Linked DNA regions of Rattus norvegicus: region 1 is linked to region 2. Evidence: chromatin contacts called from public Hi-C data. All regions are on one chromosome and are shown on one strand. Each heading gives the region's core, a stretch centred on a gene start, on an enhancer-like site or on the middle of the called end of the contact. The rest is flanking DNA. Distances are from core to core; before and after follow the strand shown. Region 1 holds the start of Tmem121 (transmembrane protein 121). Region 2 holds the start of Pacs2 (phosphofurin acidic cluster sorting protein 2).

Evidence for each region. Hi-C and Micro-C count contacts between places; a contact is called where the count stands out from the background.
Region 1: a Hi-C map of liver shows a contact between it and region 2, with 2.3 times the contacts expected there. The contact joins the promoter of Tmem121 here to the promoter of Pacs2 in region 2. A contact is called at or near these places in 2 of 12 Hi-C or Micro-C datasets (kidney and liver).

The regions. Positions count from the first base shown.
Region 1 is chr6:138,080,900-138,085,766 of GRCr8, reverse strand. Tmem121 (transmembrane protein 121) reads right to left here and starts at 2,528. Exons shown (of 2, transcript NM_001398696.1): 1 at 2,473-2,528; 2 at 1-451. The coding sequence starts at 266.
Region 2 is chr6:137,915,683-137,920,971 of GRCr8, reverse strand. It overlaps Pacs2 (phosphofurin acidic cluster sorting protein 2), which reads right to left and starts at 2,921. Exons shown (of 24, transcript NM_001427329.1): 1 at 2,681-2,921. The coding sequence starts at 2,799.

The sequences.
Region 1 (4,867 bases), core at 1,279-3,778, 170 kb before region 2:
TTGATCTCCAGCACGAAGATATAGAGGAACCAGAGGATCATAGCGTAGCCACGCTTGGCCGTGCGAACCTCGGCACCCACCCATACGGCCACATAGCGCAGCACCAGCAGGAAGCACACATCGCCTACCAACACAATTATGCACACGCCAATCTTGCGCGGGCCCTGGTTTTGCTCCACCAGGTATGCGTCCATGACGGCCATACTGCCCATGATCACCAGCGTGGTCAGGCACACGTGGCGCCGGTCTGGAGGAGGCAGCACCATGGTCAGCGGCCCGGGCTCGGCCCTGGCGCGCGCAGTCCCAACGCAAAGCGGGACGAGGTCCTGCAGTGTCCCAAAGAGCAGCGGGCCCCGATGCTCAGCCCTCCGGCATGGCGCAGCGCAGCAGGGCGCGGGACTTGTCCACTTGCCCGGAGAGCGCTGCCGCTCCCGGCCGGCGAGCTCGGAACCTGGGAAAAACCAAAAACAAATCTGATTGTGGTGTCGAGTGGCACCGAGGCCGGGACTGGTAGGCACGGCAGCCTTCCCAAGCCTGGCTGTTTCCTGCGCATGGTGCTGTCCCCACGCCGGGTGCGGGAGGCCTCCTTGGACGCACGCACGCGCCGCTGCTTGCATTGGAGACCTGGAGACCCTGAACTGGGCCTCCAGAGGGCGCTGCGGCCCCACCTGAGGGACCGATCTCATTCCCGCCACCGCCTGGAAGGAAATGGAACGGAAGTGGTTTCTCCCCGCCGCCACCAGCATTCTAAATGCCCTGGTGATTTGTCGCGGCTGGACCCACACCTCCGTCTCGCCTAGCTCTGGCAGCCTGAACCACAATGCGCGGACTGGCGGCTTTAGGCCGCTTCTTTGGAGGTTCAGGACATCTTCTCCTGGTGTTGCGCTGTACTAGTCGCACCAGGAGAACTGAAGAGCCAGGTCCCACCCTGGGGATAGGGACTGAGCAGGTTTTCCCGATCCTAGATGGATAGTCATTCAAACCCTGAGATATCCATCCTACGGGTCCCTCGTGCCTATGACTGACTGCCTTGCACCACCAGCATCCCCGTTTCCTGGATCCACAAGTCAATCTCTCCCCTTCCTGAGGCTAAGGCAAAACAGATGCTTCTCTTCCCTGACCCACCATCGCTAACTATCGCCCTGGAGAAGTGTTTTCCTCCCGACCACACCTCCTGCTATGCACTCTCTCTGGCCCAGCATGCTTGTACTTTCTGTTCCTCTGATCACGGGCTTCAGCTGCTGAAGCTCCCTCCACCTTCAGGGACAACCTCAGGAAAGCCATCGGCAAGATTTAGTCTCTCCCTATGTTCCTGGCACTGGTTGTCATGTCTGGAACTCAGATGTGATGGCCAGACTGAGTCCTGATATCTGAGCCTGTTCACACCACCCAGCCCAAAGTCACTTCCAATCAAGGCCTCTCCTCTCCCCTCCAAAGCACCTGGCACGAGGGCTCTGTTTACTGTCCTGTCTAGACAAAGACATAAAATTTATTGTCACTCATGACAGTGATGCATTCAACCTGCTCCTGGTGACACCTCTGCCCCCTTCATTCACCCCTGGGGTTCTCACAGAGCTTCAATAAGGCATTTAGGAGTTATCTGCCCACAGCAGGGCTCCAAGGATGCACACACTCCTGCCTGTCAGGTACACCCATTTTCATTCCCACTGGTAGGTACTCCTCTCCCAGGACGCGCAGGCTGGACCCATCCCTGCCCACCTGGAACTCCATTGGCTACAGCCAAACACTGAGAATTTCCTTCCTCCTAGCAATTGTCCAGGCCGAGTAGCCTGCTGTTAGCCAACACTTTCCATCATCTATCTGCACACCATCGCTCCCTTGCTCAGTCTCTGTCAAATGCCAAATGTCACGAGCCAACTGGTAGTGGGACAGACCCCAACCTCTAGGAAAGGAGTGCCCGGCCTTCTGGAAGCCAGAACCCAAGCCTTACGTCCCCTCCCCCACACACTGCCCTAGCCATGTTCCCAGAGACCCAGCCCAGGTCCACCTGCCCTAGGTCTCCCACGCCAGGCCCAAATGCCCATCCCTACCAACCCTGCCCACTATTCAAACCTCACACCGAGATTCAGGGCCTCCAAGCCTTAAAATGCCTGCCTCTCCCTCACGTTTTGCAAGATACCCTCTTGGCATTTCCAAAGGAGAGGCTGAAGCGAAGGAGGGTCTCTCCTCAACCCCGTTGAGGAGGGTCTAATGGCTCCCAGCAGGTTGCGTTTCAGTTTGTCTTTTCCCACTAAAGGTTTCCCCAGTGGGGCCTGGGCCTGGACCCGCCGCCATGCAGCTGCCCCTGCCCATCCCACGGCCTGCAGCCTCGGGGCGGGAACAGTACAGGCCCGCTGGCAGTCGCTGCGGCTGCCGCTGCTGCTACCACCGCCACCTACCGCCCAGCTCCGCCGACCCGCTCGGCTCAGCCACCCGTCTCCTGCTGTCCCGCCGCTTGCACCCCGCGCTTACCCCGCCGGCCAGATGCAGCGCGCCGGCCGGCCCCGCCGAGCCTCCGCGCCGGGCCCAGGCGCTCCGTGCTGCGCTCCGCCCCTCCGCCGCGGGCACCGCCTCCGGCCGAGGCCCCGCCCCGCGCCCCCGGGACGCCCGGACCCCAGCCAAGAGAGGACCCAGGTCCTAAGGCTGTGGCGTATTACGGGTTGCCATGGCGACAGCTCTGCGCGCTCAGGACAGGTGGCACTAGGTGCCAGACAACCTGGCATCCACCCCAGACCCCGTGGTCGGTCCACTTAGCTTCACACGCAGAAAAAAAAAAATCGTCAAAGAGTTCTCATCAGTCCTCCTCACACCATGAAATGGCTCTGTATGTAGCTCTCCAAGCTCAGACCCTGACAGCCACTAAAGTGATTCTCCTTTCCTGCTTCAGGCAGACCTCTGGACCCGGACCCGCGGAGGTGGCCGGACGTAGGGGCGGGGCTAAGTGTCCCGCTAGCCGCAGTTATACCTCCTGGCCAGACCTCAGCAGTGGCCTGCAGGGACACACATGCTAGGGCCTAGATCCTAGCACTAGGGTTTTGTACCCTGTGGGAAAAAATGCAGCTGTGAGACTCTCAGTCAGTACAAGAAGGGCCAGATGAGAGCGCACCAAAGAGGACTAACAAGGCTCCAAGTTGAGACTTCTCTCCAGGTCCTATCTTCACTAAGCGACCCATTCCCAACCTGCCACCCCAATAGCAGGGCAGCCCTGCCGGGAGGACAACAGGGAACCTCACGGATTGCTACAGTTCTTCCCCAGAGCTGCAGTTTCCCTCTGCCAAGCACTGAGGACAAGGGAGCTGAAGGGAATTGAATGGATGCAGCTGGGGTCTCCTCAGCTCCTGTCAGCAGCCTGAACAAGACACTGAGTACACTTGGCGGCCAGCTCTGAGTCAGTGATGGATTCTGTTCTGGTGAGCCTGGGAAGCTGGACTATCAGGCCATACTGGACTATCCTCCCGATGGGGGGGAGGGGGGTCCAAGATGCCCATCACCAGAAGAGAAGAGAATGGAATAGCCTGCAATAAACAGCATGAGCTGCAACCAACCCACTCTCCCCAGAAGTGCGGCAATTACCCAGGAAGAGGCCCCACGTCTAGCAATGAAAGATCCTGGGAGGAGAACACCACTGGCAGAGTCAACCAAGAGTGAGGAGGGGGCTGGGAAGAGAAGGACGGGCGGCACATGTCAGTCCTGTCCTGTTTCTTCCTTCATTCTCCTACTTTCTCATGGTTAACCCAACCCTCACCTAAAACCTACCAGCTTGCCTCCATACCCCCATGCCAGCATCCTTGAACCTACAGGCAAACATGGGGAAAGGGACCCTGCAGCTCTGTTCATGGTCAGGACCACAAAAGGAGACGACGCCCTGGAACCATATGGGTGGGTGGTCCAGAGCCGTTATAAAAGTGCTTAAGAGAGAAAGGCTAGAGGGTGAGGGGGCGGGACCAGCAGAAAGAAGGGGTCAGGGGCATGGACTTCTGTACAATCTGATTCAGTCAGCGCATGGATTCTACAGGGCCTCAAAAAGAAGCAGCCTTGATTCTAGCCTACTAGGGCTTAGGCCTACAGCACCACACAAACTGTCACTTCAAGCAGTTTGTTACAGCCACGGTGAGAAACCTGAAGCAACTACACCCGGAAAGCTTTGAGGTATCATCCACACAGAATGGGCAGCGGGGAACAGCACTGTGGCCACGCCTGTAGTTGCAGCTCTCGGGACTGTAGTGGGGGGTAACTTGAGCTCAAGACGAAGATTGTCTAAAAGATTAATAAGAGAGAGACCTGCCGTCCCGGTGTAGAGGAGGTTGACATGGTCACACTGACCCAGGGTAGCGCACACAAAGTAGGTCCAGACTGTTCTCCATCAGATCTCCGGGTGGGATTCAGCTGGCCAGCCTCAGAGCACAACCTGGAAATGTGTAAGGTATAGTCACAAACCGTGCTTCGTTCAGAGAACCAAGAGAAGGAAAATCAACAGGGCCCATGGCAGAGCAACACTAACACTGAAACTTTCACCTACACACAAGCAGACAGTCAAGCAATACAGAAACAAACAAATATAGGTCAGACAGGGGATGTAGGCCTGGCTCAGAATATGAAAAAAAAAATGGTGTGATCTACTTACTATGCTAACGGGGGGCGGGAGGGGGGGGACTACAGGGCTTAATGCACGCCTTTAACCCCAGTACTTGAGAGGCAGAGGAAGGGGGATCTCTGTGAGTCTGTGGTCAGCCTGGTCTACATATCAAGTTCCAAGCCAGCCAAGGCTACATAGTGAGACCTTGTCTCAGAAACAAAACAAAACAACAACAACAACAAAAACCAACAACAAAATAAAACACATGCTCAAATCAAATGAAAAAAGAAA
Region 2 (5,289 bases), core at 1,672-4,171:
ACCCCCACCTCACTGCCCCACGCACCAGGCCCACCCTGAGGGAGACGTGCAATCACTTAATTGAAAGGGGGCATCTCAGCAGTTTTGTGTGGAAAAAGAATACTATCCCCTACAGAAACTGCTGTCCCCTATAGAAACTGCTGAGACTCAAGTTGGGGGGAAAAAAGGAGAAAGAAAAATTGGCAAGAGACATGACGGAATTTCACTAACAAGGAAGTACAGTCTAGATTCATAATCAGAGAAATTCAAACTGAAACCACAACACTATTTCACACCCATCAGCTTGGCAAGAATGCAGGACAGTGAGGATTCTCACCCTGATGCTGGGGTTGGAGCTGGCACAACTGTTTTGGGAAGCAACCGGATAGTAACACTAAGAGAACACACACCCACACCCCTAAATCCTCCTGCTTGACAAGGCGGTCCTGCCTGCCTCAGAGACGGGCATGCACATGGGATATACATATGACGGCCGTCTCTGAGGTGGCAACGGCAGATTTTGTAATCAGGCAAAACCTGACAGCACCCCTCAGCGGAAGTTCAGGTGTTACCATTCTGAGGAGCACATGCTGCAATGGTGCATCAGCCGCCAGCCCAGACATAGCTCAGGAAAGGACTGACCAAAGCCAGCAGCGAAGACTGAAAAGAACCAGAGAACACAATCCTGATCCGGTCTGCAGACAGTGCCCAAGGAACAGCACTACAGAGCAAGTGACCAGACGAGGGCGAGCGCCTCACCTCTGGCAGCAGAGCAGGGAAGAACACAGGTCAGAGAACAGGCAGCACTGTCCTGAGACTGCATGCTTTTTCACACAGAGCATCTGCTCCACTTGACCAAGGCCCTCACCCCTCCAGAGAAAGCCTCTTCCCTCTGTCCAACCCAATGCCCAGAGCACCCTGATACCTGCTGCTGCTCACCCCAGAAGTGTTATCTTTCCCTGTGTGCAAGCCTGCCCTCAACCAGCCTCTCGTGACCCTACCTTCTCCTGTAGAAAGAGGGTCTTCCAGGATCTACAAGAACAGAGGCCAGAGCAGGCATGACTGAGCGTGCCTATAATCCCTGTACACTGGAGGCAGGGGCAGGAGGGCTGAGAGTTCAAGGCCACCCTGGGCTACAAAACAAATTCAAGGCCATTCCACCTTTAAGAAACGGCCTCTTGGGGTTGGGGATTTAGCTCAGTGGTAGAGCGCTTGCCTAGGAAACGCAAGGCCCTGGGTTCGGTCCCCAGCTCCGAAAAAACAAACAAACAAACAAACAAACAAAAGAAACGGCCTCTTTCCCCTTCCTTACTAGGTTTATGCTTCAGTCTTAGGTGGGTGTGTCTTAGGTACTTGTGTCTGTAGTTCTAACTATAAAAGAAGTTCATGTGTGTTGGGGATGTGGATCACAAGAGCACAGGAGTTCAAGAACAGCCTCAGCAACATAATGAGATTCTGGTTTGTTTGTTTGTTTGTTTGTTCTTAAAGGAAAGGGGGGATAGAAGAGGGAGGGAGAGAGGGAGTAAGAGAGGGAGAGAGACGGTGGAAAGGGAAGACCCTGGGCTCTCTCTTAGGGAACCCAGAGGCTGCTAAAGGAATACACGGGACAGTGTGAAGTGGGGTCTCGGGGCCATGATGTAGAGAGCCAGAATTAGAGTGTGAGGGTATAACACATCCTTCCTCCATCCCCCGCCCAGCTCTGGGGGCCAGGAGATGCTCCCATTGAGGCAAACACTGACCCTCGGGCCTCAGTTCTCCAGATGCCCCACCGGACTAGGAATTGTGTTCAGATCCATCCTTCCCTTCCCAAAATCACAGCCAGACCTAGAGGGCCTTGTGCATTCTGAAAGGGAGAAGCTACTATCTAGTGGCCTCTGTACCCCAACACCACACTCAGAGGCCTGCTGGAAGTTCACTTGCAGTGACAGAGGTATCTCTCCTCCCTAGCATCTCTTTACTCAGAGCCCCCTCCAGGACACCATGTCCAAGTTCTATGCCTGGAAGGCTCTTTGGTGATAAGCCCACTTTCCCTGTCTCCCCAGAGGGAAGCCTGGAGCGCCCTCAGCCTGGTATCTAGAGTTCCTCTTTTCCTTCACTAGCTGAAGCTCCTGAGTAGGATCCAAGTCAAGAAATCACAAAAGTTTCAAGTTGGGCAGTAGAATGGGAAGCCATAGGTCCACACAGGGATGGGTGGCCACAGCGTCCGCCCAGTGAGTAAATCTTGTCTAACCCTTTCCATGGGGCGAGGAGGAGAAGGTCGCTTGCCCAGGGGAGAAAAGCCAGGCTTGTGCAATGGCAAAATTAACAGCTCCAAGCAAAGAGTACAACGGTCTCGGGAGCTCTTGCCACAGCGCCCGCCCGACGCAAGGCCGACAGGTGAAGAGAGAGCAGACCTCACCCGCAGGGTAGACGGAGAGGCGACAGTGGCGTGTCCCGTGAGCCTCAGGCCCAGGCCTCTGGGGTGTGACAGTGCCGCTGCACGCGGGAGGAGAGCTGTGGCACTAGCCGAGGGCTCGACCGCCTGAGGTCCGCTGCGCAGCCCAGCCCGGACGCAGGTGTCAAGGTGCGGGGCAGAACACTGGCCCGGAGAGCCACAGGCCCGCTGCCCCGCCCCGGCCCTCGCCTTGCAGTGGCCCGCGCGCGCTCGGGGTCCCGGCTCGCGGGCAGGTGCGCGCGGACAAAGCGCAGCGCGGGGGCGTACCTGGGCACGCAGCTGGGGCTGGAGCCGTCCACCTCCCAGGTGGCAAACAGGTTCATGGGCACCGGAGTGTTGAGCGCTCCGGGCGCGCCGGGCAGGCCGAGGCGGCCCCGCTCGGCCATGGCGCCGGCCCCGCCGTCCCTCGGCGGCCTGGGGCTGCGCCGGGCCGCGGGAGCGCGGCGGGCGGGCGGGCCGGGCGCGCGGAGGGCGGCGGCGCGGTCACATGGCGCCGGCGGGCGGCGGGAGTCCGGCAGGCCCGCGGGCGGTGTCCAGGCTGCGCCCGCGCCCCGCCCCCTACCGCACCACAACGCCTATTGGCCGACAGGGCAGGGCTCGCGCGGCGCACCCAATCACTGCCTACCGGAAGTGAGGCGCGCGCCCCAGGGCGTCTCCGGCGCCCAGCCGCGGGAGCGAGCGCGCGCGGCTGCGCACAGGCTGTGCCCTCTCAGGGACTTAGGCGAGCGACGCTATGGCTGCGGGAGTGGCCAGGTCTACAAGCCCTTACGCTCCCTGCGGCGGACCGCAGGCCTAGGGACATTCCCCTGTACCCGGTGACTCTTATCCCGTTGCCATCCTGTGTGCCCCGGCACCGGCCCCTAAGGCCTCCGGGCTCGCACTCATACTCTGTAGGCCCCACCCACCCTTATCCCTTGAGGAGTTTCAGCCACCATCTGTCCTCTCTAGCTGCCCAGTTGCAGCAACCTCCTCCCATGCAGCCTCCTCCTACATTCAGCAGTGCTTAGTTATTTTGAAGTTTTTCTCAAAACCCATCACAACAAATATTTGGTACAGGGCGCATTCTGCCTTGTTCCCAGTGAACTTGGGCCAATAGGAGGGGCAGATGGACGGATCAGACTGCAGGGCCCAACAGGCAGGAGATTCCAGGCACGGCCTTGGGAAGGCCGGCTAGGCTCTGGGGCTCAGGAAGAAACTCAAAGAGGCAGATGTCCCTCCCCCTCTTTTTGGCTGTCTTTGGTCAAAGTCAACAAATTTAGGAAAAAGCTTTTCTGGCATGTCTTGTTTCTTTGTATCCACAGTTTTACACAATTGCCTTTCGCCCTCTAGGTCCCCTGTCTTACTACCTACGATTAAGTCTATTAAAACAATTCTAACTCAGACCAATCTGACTTGGCTTGTCCCTCCTTGCCCTTCAGGTTTTCCCAGTGGTCCTGCTTTCTGCACCCCAGGAAGGCCCTGTGGGTGGGGGTGGTCCTTCCTCTGCTATGACACCCCACCCCCTGCCAACTACATTTGGAGCTCCTCTGCCAGGGGCAGCCTCCTGCTATAACTCCAGGATGGGAGCTGCAAACAGCTGCAGCTGCTTAAAGCCAGAGACCCGCTTTGAAGAGAACAAGGGGACCTGTGTTTTCCTCATGTTCCTCACTCGTTGGGGTGGTAAAACAAAGTCCAGAGGGTCTGTCAGTCTGTGGCCAGCTGAAGTGAATATTGTCTGACACTGCAGCCCTATTGGGGCCAGTGGTGAGGCTTGTACCTAGGAAACCGGAGGCTGTGTTCACTGAGCTTCATCAGCCTTGGTGGACAGGCTGCCTTTGATTGGAAGCAAAGGACAAGCATCCACTGACCTCAGCAGTTGGCATACAGTGCTGGGGACAGACCGAGGGTACATTTGCAGGCAGAAGAATGGGCTGCCTGATGAGTAGTGTCTGTGTGCGCCAGGCAGGCATTGCGGCTAGGGTCAAGGGAGGAAATGAGAGTGACCAAGCTGAGCACACTGGGGCTTGGCACCAGTGGCCTTGGTTGAGCTGTGCCGTCTTGTACTAGACACCATTGTAAGCTCTCAATGAATGTGACATATGTCTGCCGGTTCTCACTTTAAATGGGAGGAAAGTGAGATACCATTCTGCACTTTCTAAGGTGTAGGGGTGTGTGTGTGTGTGTGTGTGTGTGTGTGTGTGTGTGTGTGTGTGTGAGAGAGAGAGAGAGAGAGAGAGCGCGAGAGAGAGAGGGGGGGGGGCTGTCTCTGTTAAGGTAGGTCATGGGGACAGGTTCGTGGTGACCAGTGATTTCTGAGTGAGTAGGTGGCACTTTGAATCTGTTTCACCAAAACTGTTATTTGGATCTTTGACCCCTGTGTTTGAAAATTCTGCTGTCTCCATTCTCCTTTTTGAAGACTGTAGGTTCCCAGACAGCTTCCTTGAAAGCTGGAAAATGCATCATCCTATGAACTAGGTGTGATGTGACTCTTTACCTTGTTGTGGTAAATAAAAAATAATGCGGCACGACCGGTTCCCGTAAACGCCGGGGGGAGGGGGGTGATCGCTCTCTCACTAGTTCCGGCTCCAGTGGGCCATAGGAGCTAGCATTAATTTATCTCAGCAGCTCCATGCTGGCCCCCATGGTACTCTCTAACCCGGGTGGTCCTCCAGCCCTTCCAGCGTGGCACCTTGCCACACTGCTTTGCTTTCACTCACAGTTCCCTTGTCGAGTTGTTACCACACCAGGCATACAGATCCCAATTCCATGGCAAGCTTGGTGCGTCCCGCCACCGCACCTTCTCTTGAACTCAATTAAGTCGCCACATGAAAGGACACACCACACAATAACCTCTGATCCAATTGATAAGATATAATTTGCCCATCTAGACATACAAA